2 separate regions of the Gossypium hirsutum genome follow, and region 2 is linked to region 1. A link is a contact called in public Hi-C data. All regions are on one chromosome and are shown on one strand. Each heading gives the region's core, a stretch centred on a gene start, on an enhancer-like site or on the middle of the called end of the contact. The rest is flanking DNA. Distances are from core to core; before and after follow the strand shown. Region 1 has its middle 11 kb from the start of LOC107924158. Region 2 overlaps LOC107924548 (oxysterol-binding protein-related protein 1C).

What was found. A called contact is a pair of places that touch in the nucleus more often than the background predicts.
Region 2: a contact with region 1 is called in a Hi-C map of leaf, with 2.2 times the contacts expected there. The contact joins two enhancer-like sites. A contact is called at or near these places in 17 of 34 Hi-C or Micro-C datasets (anther, callus, cotyledon and 4 more).

Annotation. Positions count from the first base shown.
Region 1 is chrA05:23,958,096-23,961,077 of Gossypium_hirsutum_v2.1, reverse strand. No RefSeq gene overlaps it. Among protein-coding and RNA genes, the nearest start is that of LOC107924158, 11 kb to the left of the region's middle. Within about 2 kb of position 1,312, at least 2 of the 9 cell types and tissues checked have an H3K27ac peak or open chromatin away from gene starts, as enhancers often do. A contact at or near this core is called in leaf, where this site is marked.
Region 2 is chrA05:23,992,164-23,995,065 of Gossypium_hirsutum_v2.1, reverse strand. LOC107924548 (oxysterol-binding protein-related protein 1C) reads left to right here. Exons shown (of 10, transcript XM_041114037.1): 10 at 1,739-1,987. The coding sequence ends at 1,765. Among protein-coding and RNA genes, the nearest start is that of LOC107924548, 6.6 kb to the left of the region's middle. Within about 2 kb of position 1,320, at least 8 of the 9 cell types and tissues checked have an H3K27ac peak or open chromatin away from gene starts, as enhancers often do. A contact at or near this core is called in leaf, where this site is marked.

The DNA of each region.
Region 1 (2,982 bases), core at 63-2,562:
ACCTAACGCTGACAATAACTCAAAATGCACTTTTTCTTTTAATAATGTAAGGGAAATTAATAATGTTAAACAAGTTTTTGTAGCATACGGCATCATATGGCATGAAAGTGACGAGAAACTCTCTTTGTTACCTAAGAAAGCTGCAACTACAACTCACTAAAACTTGTTCTCTTGTCTTCTAATGTTTTTTTTTTTACTGAAGTTTCCAGGAAAAAGGAAAAAGAAAATTCAGAAAACTGCTTTATTATTATTTTTTTTATAATCTGACTTGCTGACTATAGCAGCATATAATTATTGCTCACACGATTTTAGATTTTTAAATATAAATATTTTATCAGTAAAACGAATTTTTATTATTCACATGCTGTTAATATTCTTCATGTTATACCAGAAAAATGCCTTGTTAGTTGAAGACAATAAATTGGCTATATTATCATGATTTTATTGATTTAATAATCTCAACACTCTTGTTTTAATGATATAGTTTATATTAATTTTAGGTATTATTTTGATTAACTTTAGTTTGTTTTATGATTTTTAAATATTATTCGATAAAATTCTAAAATATTTTTTATAAATATTTTCAAAAAAATAAAAAGTTTTTCAATTAAACCCTCTTTGGTATCTAAGAAAGCTGCAACAACAACTAATTAATATTTATATTTTCTTTTAATGCTTCTTGTTCCTGAATTTTCTAGGAAAAAGGAAGGAAAATCATTAAACTGTTATATTTTTTTAAAAATATCTGATCTGTTGACTGATTGCTAATACAATCTTAGAAAATTGTTCCTTATTAAGAGGTAGAGTTAATCCATGAATTAAATTCGAAATTGAAGTTAACTAAATATTATATTATTTTATCATTCCTTTGAAATTTTTGTTTATTTATCTTTTTACATGTACCAGAAAAATATGCCTTGTTAGCTCAAGACAATCATTGGACATATCTGTTTACCAAGAAAGAATATAAATAATTGAATACATTATCATGATTTTATTTATTTAATAATCGGAATATTATTGTCATAATCATATAATTTATATAAATTTACATTTTGGGGGTGTTAGATAAATTTCCATTATTTTTATCAATATATTAACATAAATTGTATTGGCTGTCCACAGTCCACACGCATAAATATGAAAGCAATAGGTCTAAAACCAAAAAACATAATAAAAATGCACGTGCATGTGCATTTGCCAGCAAGCACCGTAGAAAGAAAACTGTCGCAAAAAACCCCATAGTTTGTCAACATGTATTGGCAAAATCTCCATGCATGCACATGCACATGCACATGCACGCCCAGGAACATCAACAAGCCTGCCCACTTGACTCCTTCCTAATTCAACCATAGTTCCCCCAACACCTTCTCATGGAAACAAGAAAATAACAGGCAATGTTTCCCAACTCTTCCACACTTGCTTCTGCCATGTCCTCTAATATATATGAATTTATTTCATATTGAACTACATGTATATATATCAAAGAGAAATAAGTCCTTCAATTTCTGTGTATCGGCGAGAATCTAAAGAATTATCTCGTACGATGACTATGAAATGTTGGGTTTCCAACTTGAATTTCGTAGTAGTAGTTGGGAGTTTAATACATGAAACTGAATCCAAGGCTAGGTTAGGTTAGGTTAGGTTAGGTTAGCTAGTTTGTGATCCACTGGGCAGCAGCTATATAAATAAGAGGGAGAGCTAATCTCTAGTAAAGTTTTTAATGAGTAATAATGAAGAATGGAAGGTGACTGTTCACATGCAAATAGTATAGAAGTAGGTATATATTGCCTTCAAAAATGAAGTGCGTTTTTAATTATGACGGTCCCTTTGGTTAAATGCCTTGAAAACAACTCCTTATTACCTCCCTAACCCCAATTATATTCATGTCACATTAATTCCACTGTACTGATAATTAGCGACTACATTATTAACGAATTTGTTTTTAAAATGTTCAATTAAATTAATTAATGGTATTCTAACCCTGTTTATGAAAAATAAAGAACTACACCATACAATTATCAAATAATTACTATGTATTTGATTATTTATTTGTGATTGATTAAGCTTCGTACTATGTTTCTGCATTCAAATTTTAGTATATTCATTTGAATATCTCAAGTTATTATAAATGTATTTAGAGATGAAATATCGCTGCAACACCGTCAATAATAATCATCCTATCAAATCTAATCTAATTAATGTTTTTAATTTGCTAAGTTTGTTAACTCATACTTTAATCTTGACTTAAGGTGGACTTTACCAAGATATTATCATGAGAAAAATGGCACACTTCAAGCCTTTATAGATATCCCTTCTTTCAATAAAACCTGCAGACAAGAGACAAAGCTCATTACCCAAACTTTGCTCAACTACGGCCTCGACTCCCTCAATCCATTAGTTCTAGCGGCTCTCCACATTATTCACTCTATTTTAACGACTCTTTGTACCGCTTATAATATAAGCTGTTTCAACATTTTGTATAACTTAATTAAATCAATTCCAAGAGTTTGGTTGATACCTAGGGCAGAAGGGAGAGCCATTTTCAAAGGAATAGTTAGAGATTGGTGGAGGGTGTATAGCGGCGGAAACTGATGAATACAAGTATCAAATATCAATGAATGACCAACAAATTTTTGCAATAATTTAGGTTTAGTACATGGGTGCATGTGCTATTGAAATTATTACTTTCTTCTTTTCAATTTATTGTGATGAGAGTTGTAGCAACTTTTTCGTCCCTAATTATGAAATTCAAACTTCACTATTAATTAGGCTCCACAAAGAAAAAATAAAAATAAAAAACTAAAAACAAAAGTCGATTCCAACGGCAATGTTTACATGATTTTGGGAATATACTCAAAACAAAATTTTGTTTTTTATTTAAATTATAATTAATTTTATTTTTTATTCATTTGAAAATTATATCGAAATTTTTTCAATGTCAAAAGCTATTAAATAAAGTTAATTTTGTCAAAGCAAGTT
Region 2 (2,902 bases), core at 71-2,570, 34 kb before region 1:
GTGGAGAGAATATGAGCTGAGCCAAACATGTACTATAAACATTAAGAAGCCAAAGGACATCACCGGGGAACAATAATATTAGTTAGACATTTTCTTGAAAGTTTTCATATTGCACCTAGCAACTAGCCCAACTCAACTGCTGACTTGGACGCCAATGGGGATTGCCCATCATCTTTGTTTCTTTGTCCAATCTTAGTTTTGCAGATGCATAGGCAGTGATTTTATCCTAGACCCTACATGAAAACGGTTTAGTAATCATTTGTCGTGGGTAAACTAAGAAAACTACCTTGTTGTGATCATAACTGAGTAGGATGAGCAATCTAGGGATCAGCCTAACCACATCTTGAGTGCTTCTTTTTTGTTAATCTTAGAAATGGACTTGTAGGCGTCTTTGCTCTAAATTTCCTTTCCAATGTTGAAATTCAGAGAACAGCAGTTTCTGGATTTGTAAATGAATGAAACACGGCTCGGTTGCTAATACCAAAAACGCTATTACAACTACTGTTTTTTTTTTTTTGGTTTGTTTACAACCCTCGCTGCGATACTTGTTATGAGTTGAGTCATTGCAGGTATATTATAGTTTGGTCACTAGAAAAAAAAAATCCTTGCTGAGATGTTTAACGAAATCCTGTTCAGTTTTCTGGATTTGCATGAAAGGAATTAGCAAATAGGTTAATGGTTGCATGTGGTCTCTTTTGTACATATGATTGGATGGGGGAATCAGGCTCGGAAGATGCAAGAGAGAGGTTGGAAGCCAAGGTGGTTCGCAAGGGAGAAAAACAACGATACATACCGTTATGTGGGTGGATATTGGGAGGCTAGACAGCAGGGAAAGTGGGATTCATGTCCGGATATTTTTGGTCAAATCCTTTCTGATTAGGCTCCTCTCGACTGACTGACCGACTGACTGACTGACTGCAAGTTGCCCCATCATTAACTTGTTGATTCTTTTATTCTTTTTCTCGATATTTTCACGAGACAGGGCGGGCACGGGTACACTTCCACTGGGCCAAAGCTGCCCCCATCACAACTACAATTACACTGCATGTAGGAGATTGCAGGTGGCCTTATATAAGATAATAGCTTTAAGAATATTATTTTCTGTTGTTACAAAGAAAACATTGAAACCATAATCCAGTTATTGGGGTAAGTCAACAACAGAAAAGAAAAATAGGGTTTAAACAGATTGTATTGATTCACAATACAAGGAAAATTTCGCAAACTAATCCAAGTTTTTAAAGTGAAGTGAACACACAGATACATGATTTATAGTAAACATTGAAGCACCGTACGTTACAAAACCCTAAACCATCTACCATATCCACGAGCAAATTTGGTCGGCCTGGGCCTACCCTCAAAAAAAGAAAAGCCTAGTCTGTTGGTTAAGTGATAATTTGAGATTCTACCATCCAAATCCAGATCAATCTGGGCGTTTCTGTTACCACAAGGTAGTAAAAGATACACGGTGACGCAATAAGGATTTGTGTGCCGATTTCTTGCAGAAGAAAAGATATGCTTTATTTTCCTCTTCATTTATTTTATTATTTTATTTTTTTTAAAGCAATAACTTCATTCATCTTTGATACATCGAATTATAGCGAACTTTCCATTTAATTGTGGCATCTATAACTGCTAATAAATTATTCTCATTTTTTTTTAAAAAATTGCTAATATCGTATAATATTTTCTTATCAATTTGGTTGTTAATTAATTTATAAATTTTCTATATGAAAAATAGGAAATGATGATGGGATTGCAAACATGATCTCTAACCGTCCAATCAAACTTCATAAGCCAAGCCAAGGGCCCTCTTCTTTTCTCTTCTCCAGAAATAAATTAAAAAAAAAACAAACGTCGGTATATTAGGGATTTTCTATTTTGGCTCCTTTTTTATTTATTTAAAAAATAAATATGTTGAATATATTTTTTTTAAAAATAATAGACTTATAATTGGTGATCTTTCTTTTAATGACAATCTCACATTTCTCGATACAAAACAAACCTTTCTTCGTCAACTCACCTTTTGTTACGTTATCTATAGCATATTCATATAATTTCTTTTTGTTTTTTCTGAAAACTCAAGAAAATAATTACCAAATTAGCTGTCACCTTTAAACATATTATTTGGTTTTATAATTAATTTGAAGTCACAATATCATTGATCCAGCAGTTTGGGCGGTTAGGCAAGGAATAATGGGGATTTTTAAATTCAACAGACATCTAATTCTACCTCTCACGTGCAATTTCTAAATGCGGAATTCCAATTTCCCTTTCCTTTTACCAATTTTGAGTTATAACTTATCTGTAAAGTAAATTACATTTGGGATCATTTTTGCTATTTTTTCTTTCCACTCAAACTACTCTACCATTTAAAGTCTTGATCCACTCAACATCTTTAATATTTATATGTGTTTTTGCTACAAAATTCTATGATTTCAGTAATTAATCAAATTCATTACGAATCAATCTGATTTTGGAAGTGGGATTATGACCTGAGATTACTCCTTAATCCTCCATTATTATATTCCATCAACAACCCCTTTTTGTTCTTTCTTTCTGTATTGTACTTGAAATCAATGAAAATTATAGATTGAAATAATTTATAGAAATATAATTTAAGCAATTTTTTCTTTAAAAAAAGTTTTTTTTTTAAATTCTTTATCTAAAACTGTCCGATTAAATATTAATTTGGTTGGTATGAATATTGTTAAAAAAAAACCATAATTTTTGGATACATCTAAACAATTATCTAAATTTTGACTTCTTTTGTGTGTGCCAAATATGAAATATCTCCTGTTTCTTTTCTCTTTTCTTAGTGAAAGATAGTCAAACATTTCATGATCTAAAGTTAGTCCTTTTTAAGAAGAAAAATAAATGACAGTAGCTCCAAAAACAGAAAATA